Regions from separate parts of the Oryctolagus cuniculus genome. Here region 1 is linked to region 2. Evidence: chromatin contacts called from public Micro-C data. All regions are on one chromosome and are shown on one strand. The core of a region is the stretch at or near the end of the contact, and the rest is flanking DNA. Distances in the headings are between cores, read along the strand shown. Region 1 holds the start of SGK1 (serum/glucocorticoid regulated kinase 1). Region 2 has its middle 78 kb from the start of SGK1.

Region 1 (3,421 bases), core at 251-2,750, 78 kb after region 2:
GGGTGCAGGAGACGCCACTTTGCGGGAAACAGCCCAACGCAGGCGACTCTGCGGGCGGCAGGGACGAGGAGGGCAAACGAAGGGATTCTAAGACAGGGTAGCGTTGACCTTGCGGAGTTCTGAGGCGGCAGAGCAGCGGGCGCGGGCCGGGCGCCGCCGCCGCCCTCTGCCGCCCGGGTCACGCCAGGTCCGCGCCGCCGCCGCCGCCGCCCTCACCGGCCTCCTCACGTGTTCTCGGCGTGGCGCGGATTAAAATGCAAGGGGGAAAAAAAGTGCACGCAAAACGGACAGAATGTTCTCTAGAAATTACAAAAGGGGTGGGGGGGGGCTGCAGATTGCACTTTGTCTTCAATGCAGAGCCGAATTTTGCTTCCGCCCCCTCCCCTACACATTCCTGACTCCCCTCCCCCCCCTTTTCCCTCCTTCTTTCCTTCCTTCCTCCTCTTCCAAGTTCTGGGATTTTTTTTTTTCCAGCCTTGCTTGGTTTTGGCCAAAAGCACAAAAAAGGCGTTTTCGGAAGCGGCTCGGCCGTGCACAAGGGCCATTTGTTTGTTTTGGGACCCGGGCAGGAAATCTTGCCCGGCCTGAGTCACGGCGGCTCCTTCAAGGAAACGTCAGTGCTCTCCGGTCGCTCTCGCCCGCCGCCCGCTGCCCATGGGGGAGATGCAGGGAGCGCTCGCCAGGGCCCGGCTCGAGTCCTTGCTCCGGCCCCGCCACAAAAAGAGGGCCGAGGCGCAGAAAAGGAGCGAGTCTTTCCTGCTGAGCGGACTGGGTAAGCGCGCCTCGGCCCCCGCGGGGACTTGGCTCCTCCGGTGCGCGCGGGCGCATGGCTCCGGCCCGGTTCTCGGGCTCGGGAGAAGGGGTGGGGGGTGGACGGAGAGCGGCGTGACCGGGCGGCGGGAGCGGGGAGGACCGGCCCGGGAGCTCCGGCCCCGCGCTGACCCTGCAGATGAGGGCGCGCTGAGACGCCTGCGCCTGAGAGAACTCCCGGGCGGTCGCACGCTCCGCCCGGCCTCGGCGGGGAGGAAACCGGGGGGCGCCGGGGCGGGGGTCCCGGGCTATCTATCGCCGAGAGAGTGCAACTGCGGGGGAGGGTGTGGGCTCGCGCAGGGCCGCCGGCCCGCCGGGCTGCGTCCGGAAGGCAGCTCGGCGCTGCTACCCTGACTTCCTCGCCGAACGGAATAAATGAGAAAAATGGAAAATTACTCCGCATCCTTTCCCGCCACCTCCGCCCGCGCCCCGGGGCGCCGAACACTGGCGAAACTGCCCTCCCCGGGCGGCTCCCGAGTCCCCCACCTCCGCCCGCGGCTCGCCCTCAGGCTGGGGACAGAACCGCCCGCCGCGGGCTGCCGTCCCGCCGGGACGCGGCGCGGCGGCCGGGGGCGGGGCCTGCGCTGGGGGGCGGGGCCGCGCCGCTCCTTTGTCGCCGGTCGGGCCCCTCCCCTGCCGGCGCAGCCTTTATAAAGCCGGGCGCGCGGCCCGAGCGCAGAGTTGGCTGAGCCGGTCTCTCATTCCCAACGACTCGCTGTGGTCTCACCGTGGCGATGACCGTGAAAACCGAGGCTGCTAGGGGCCCCCTCACTTACTCCAGGATGAGGGGCATGGTGGCCATCCTCATCGGTGAGTGCAGGAGTCAGGCCGCCGCGCGGTGCGAGTTTTCGGAAGGTCGCGGATCACGGAGTGTGTGTGGCGGCGGACGTTACGAAGCCATCTGAGCATTCGTTTATTTCTCCTCTTTCATTCACAGCGTTCATGAAGCAGAGGAGGATGGGCCTGAACGACTTTATTCAGAAGATCGCTAATAATTCCTATGCGTGCAAGCAGTAAGTTCGGGTGGGATTGCGGGAATTAAAGTCAGTAGCGCCGGCAGGGTAGCAGAGTCGTCTCCCCTCGCTGGGTTACGTCGGGGTGGAGATCTCATTTCTCCTCAAATCCTGGTTTACTTGAGACGTTTTTAACACGGAGACGGGCTTGCCTCCTTGTCGCCCGCCCTCCGCGTGAAAAACCACCTCAATTTCTGTACACAGCTGGGCTCACTGTTGGCTTCAAAGGGCCCAGTAGATGATTTTGGGTGTTTGCAGTTGAAGTCCTGGATTCTCCGGGGAAACTTCGAGCCAGAAACTCAACTGGTGGTGTTGCTGTGCCCCCTAGTGGGGCGCGAGGAGGCTCCAACGTGTGTGTGTTTTTTTTTCCTCTGCAGCACTGAAGTTCAGTCCATTTTGAAAATCTCCCAACCTCAGGAGCCCGAGCTTATGAACGCCAACCCTTCGCCTCCGGTGAGTATCGTTCCGTTTGTGAAGCATCTATGGGGGAGAATTGTTAAGTGAGTCACCTAGTATCCCTACATTGATGGATTAAAATAGCATTTCTGGAAATTAGTATGAAGGCAGGAATGTCTCATTAGTTAAGGACATAACAGGTGACATAACTAGTTAAGTATTGAGTCAGTGGAGTATTGTCTGAAGGCATATTTCATAAAAGTTTTATCCGTTTAATCTCCATACTCACTTGAAATAATGACATGGTGTGGTTGAAAAATAGTTTTGAGTGCGTTGATAGACGTATGGGACTTGCATCCAGCTTTTATGCTTTATTGTGGACGTCTGCCTTTGAAAGCGGTGACACTAAAGGAGAATGTTTTATTTTTCAGCCAAGTCCATCTCAACAAATCAACCTTGGCCCATCATCAAACCCTCATGCTAAACCATCAGACTTTCACTTCCTAAAAGTGATTGGAAAGGGCAGTTTTGGAAAGGTAATTTCAGATCCGGAGACCTTTGTATATACTCTCGTATGTGTTCATTTTACACTCTCCCTGGATGAGGACCCAAAAAGGATGATTTTTTTTTTTCTTATTGCAATTTCAGGTTCTACTAGCGAGACACAAAGCAGAGGAAGCCTTCTATGCAGTCAAGGTGTTGCAGAAAAAAGCAATCCTGAAAAAGAAGGAGGTAGGAGAAGGGGCTGGTGGGTTGGAGCTGTGAGTGGACGCTCACTGAATCAGCTTTGCCTTGGGAGTGGGTGCCAAGTTGAAGTTTGTCGCTCAGTCTGGGTTGTCATCCTCCTAGGAGAAGCATATTATGTCTGAGCGGAACGTGCTGCTGAAGAACGTGAAACACCCTTTCCTGGTGGGCCTGCACTTCTCCTTCCAGACGGCCGACAAGCTGTACTTTGTCCTAGACTACATTAACGGTGGAGAGGTGAGCGAGTGGGGAGCAGGGGCCGGTCTCTGCACAGCCTGCTTGGTTTTTTAGTCTAAAAAGGAAGTTTTCGAAGGTCTTTAGGGGGTAAAAGTTGCCGGGCTTCAAATAGTTAATAGATTACCTAGGGCTACTTCCTGCGATTGTTTTCGTTAGCTATATATGTCACTAGTGAAGTGTTTTGGCAGCCCAGACTAACTTTGTCCTGTCTCCTGCAGTTG
Region 2 (3,651 bases), core at 760-3,259:
TGAAAATAAAATTTCAATGCTACTCGTGCACCTGCATCTTTTAAAATCTCTCCTGGTGCTACCTAGGTTTGGAGACCCATGGAGAAGATGGTCCTTCTTGAGGCCCCTCCATAGATGGAGTTGTGCACCTGCTCCAGGCTGCTTTTCCCTGAGCCTACTCTGATTCCTGCAGAGCACAACAAATCTGATCAGAGCACTCAAAAGTTTGCAAAAATTGTCAGGCTCCCTCCCTGTGGGTGAGGGCTAACATTTCCAAGTCCTTTGGATGTCACCCTTGGCTCTTTGGCTTTGTATCTTGCTGTTGATGCTCACCCCCAAGCTTGGCACACCCTACAAGCATGACTGTAAACATGCTGCCCTCCATCCAAACCACTGCCACCCACCCCCATCACAGCCCTAGCCCACTGTCCCCAGAGATGAAGTCAGACTAGCTTTAACCCTGTTGTACATTGGCTGATGTCCTTGTCGGTCTCTCCTGTAAGACTCCAGCTTCTTCATGACAGAGTGACCTCTTAAGATTCACTTCTAGGACTTCAAAGGTCCCTAGGATTGGGTCAATCACTAAACCTTCCACCAGCTCCTTCTGTGTTGTGGGAGCTGTGCTAGTCTCTCGCGTCATGGTAGCGTCTCTCCATGTGAGCTTCTGCTCAAGGTGACAGCAAACAGCAAATGAGATGAGAACAAGTTAGGACAGAGGGAACACCCAGAAGAAAGTCTGTGAATGCTCCATTAATGAATCCATAAGAGAAAATGGTGTCTCGGTCCTTATGAAACTCACAATCTAATAGGAAATAGACCAACAAAGAACATGAATGTGTGCCATGTTATTAAAAAAATGTGGCTTTTTAAAAAATTATTTGAAAGGCAGACAGGCAGAGACAGAGAGAGATCTCCCACCCTTGGTTCATACCCCAAATGCCTGCAGCAGCCAGGACCCAAACCCAGGCACTGACTGGGATGGGGGATTCGGGTGTCCCAGGTGGCATCACAACAGCTGTGCCAGATGCTTGCCCCTGTCTGACAGATCCGATGCTCCATCCTTTCTTCCCATTCTCCAAGCTACTATTCCTGTTTGCCTTGTGTTGTATCTACTACTGTTTGCCTTGTGTTGTATCTAGTTTCTAACCCATTCCTGACTCAACTAGCCCCTTGTGTCCTTGATCATCTGAAATCCTTCCCACCGCATGGAAAGGCACCCTGGACCACCCCACTCCTGTGGCCCCGCATTGCCTCAGGACTCAAACTTTATCTCTGCCTCTCCTTTTTAGGGTTTATTTTCCTCACATCCCATACAGATTCCTGCCTCTGTATTTCTGTTTCTGCCAACCCTTCGGCTAGAGATGACTTGCATATGTCTCTTCATCTGTCCTCTTTTAACTCAACAGTCAGGATTCAGTTTAACTACCACTTCCTCTGGGAAGGCTTCCCTGATTCCCCCCTACTTGGCTAAATATCCTTCACCTTCTCTCCCTTGGCACTTTGTATAAAACTCTCTTACGGAACGGAGCTGAAAACCTCACAGCAAACTTGCATCGCTGTTCACTCAGGGTCAGGCACTGGGCTTACTTGCATGGCTTCATTTGGGCCTCACAAAATCTTGGTGAAGTAGGCAAAGTTAGTATGTCCATTCTACATGTGCAGAAACTGAGCCCTGGGAACACATCAGCAGGTTTCCCAAGTGGTGGTCCTGGGATTTTCAACCAGGCAGGGTTTGTTCTGGAGCGCATGCTGAAAGTGTTTGCTACATGAAATCCTAAACTATGATAAACCACAGACCCCTGCATTAGTCTCCACTGAAATGCAAGCATCTTCACTGAGTTCTGCATTTGGGTCTCCCTCCCCCTGCCTCCAACCTAAGGTCAAGCGAACCATTGCTGAACCTTCGTTGGAAGCTTCCAATGCTACACGATACAGTCAGCTCCCAGCATTTAGGACAGCTTGATTTAGGATTTTTTTTTTTGAGTTCACAGTGGTGCAAAAGCCATGCACATTCAGTAGAAACGATACTCTGACATTTGGTTCTGGATCTTTGCCTGGGCCTGTGATATGTGCTCCATTCTCTCTCCCAGCGCTGGCAGCAGCAGTGAGCTCTGCTCCCAGGCAGCCCCCGTCACGGAAGGGGGACACCGCTGACACTCTGCAAAGCACTGCTCCCAGGCTCCGACAGGCAGTAGGTTCGGTGGAAGGAGGGGGACAGTCAATGCATTTTTGACTGAGGCTATTTTGAATTATGATGCATTTATCAGAACAGAACCCCTGTGTAAGTCAAGGAGCATCTGCGTGTGTGCAAAGGAGGTAAGCACAGAGAAACAACCATGAAACTTGGCCATGCAGATTTTCTGGCATCTTGGTGAAAACTGTGTTCAAAGGAGTGAGACTCTTTGTCATGTTCTTCACTTTAGTCCCATCAGGTACGAAGTGACCCATAAATCCAACTTCGTGACTAAGTGCAATAGTGGAGAAGAACACGTGAGGGGAGGAAATGAAAGCTGGGTAAGAAGGAAAGGAATTGGGGTAGACAGGAAAGTAGGGGCAGAGCCCAAGCAGAGTTTGTGGCTGTTCAGGGCTGCTTTTAGTTAGCTTGCTGGCATTTGGAGATATTGCAAGGACAGCATGTTTAATATGCTATGAGACAGTAGCCAAGAGAGAGAGAGAAAGAGAGAAGGAGAAGGGAAAAATACTGGAAAGGGCGTATCTTGGAGGACAGCGGGGAGGAAGGGTCGAAAGCCTGGTGGATTAGATATGAACTGGGAGATCTCGTCCCAGGGATTAGTCTTGCTCCTCTATTTCCCTAGGTCTTACTTTTTAATTCCGCAAGCAGGTAACACACACTGCCCCTTAGAAATCGCATCTGAAATATCATCTCCTAACTTCCTCTTTTTTAAAACATATTTTCTAAATCCAGGAAAGACTCAGGCAAACAAGAATGATCAGTCTCCCAGTGTAAAGGAATGAAAAACAGTTCACCTCCCTTCCACAAGAAAGTCAGGTTAGTGAGTTCCGGGGCTTTATCTCTGCCACTCAGCAGGTGCCTCCCTGGGGAGGAAGAAGAATGCCACTGCATAGTTACTGAGCTGCAGGCAGGATGAGGACTTCAAACAGTTCACGGGAATGCAGAATGAAAAGCGAAGTCTGCTTTGTGGAAACCGGTTTGGAAATCCACGCTCCGTTTTTTCATACTACAGGTTTTCCGTGGACTTTTGGAAGACTCCTCATATGTATGGACCTCCAAGGTTCTGTTACACTAGAGCAGAGCGAGGGGAGTGTTTAATCCTCAGAGCAACCTGCCGTAGTGGAGGGGAGCACAGGGGGCAGGCCTCTGGGCACACACAGCTGTGTCCTCTCTCTCCAGTCCTCCCCCACACCCCATCCCCCAGACCCAGTCCAGAGACACCCAAAGTTAGAACCTGCAAAGCTAGAGCAGGATGCAGGGATGCGGCTCAGGAGGAAAGGAGTGGGGAATCCCAAGGGCACGCAGGATGGGGAATTCCAAAGGCTACCTGTCTACTCCGGTGTTTGTGTGCTGTATCAGGGACATCGCCACATAGGACTATGCATTACCTCATTAGAGGATGTGAGCAAAGCATGTGGCAATCCAGAAAGTCATCCATATTGTTCTCGTCAAAAATAATCAAGAGATTTCTATTTGTA

What was found. A called contact is a pair of places that touch in the nucleus more often than the background predicts.
Region 1: a contact with region 2 is called in a Micro-C map of ear pinna, with 4 times the contacts expected there. The contact joins the promoter of SGK1 here to the enhancer-like site in region 2. A contact is called at or near these places in 3 of 6 Hi-C or Micro-C datasets (ear pinna, skin fibroblasts and an unstated tissue).

Annotation. Positions count from the first base shown.
Region 1 is chr5:34,692,180-34,695,600 of mOryCun1.1, forward strand. It overlaps SGK1 (serum/glucocorticoid regulated kinase 1), which reads left to right and starts at 1,501. Exons shown (of 12, transcript NM_001082056.1): 1 at 1,501-1,620; 2 at 1,748-1,823; 3 at 2,201-2,276; 4 at 2,651-2,755; 5 at 2,868-2,951; 6 at 3,069-3,200; 7 at 3,419-3,421. The coding sequence starts at 1,545.
Region 2 is chr5:34,613,607-34,617,257 of mOryCun1.1, forward strand. It overlaps a transcript of SGK1 not described here. Among named protein-coding and RNA genes, the nearest start is that of SGK1, 78 kb to the right of the region's middle. Within about 2 kb of position 2,010, at least 1 of the 8 cell types and tissues checked has an H3K27ac peak or open chromatin away from gene starts, as enhancers often do. A contact at or near this core is called in ear pinna, where this site is marked.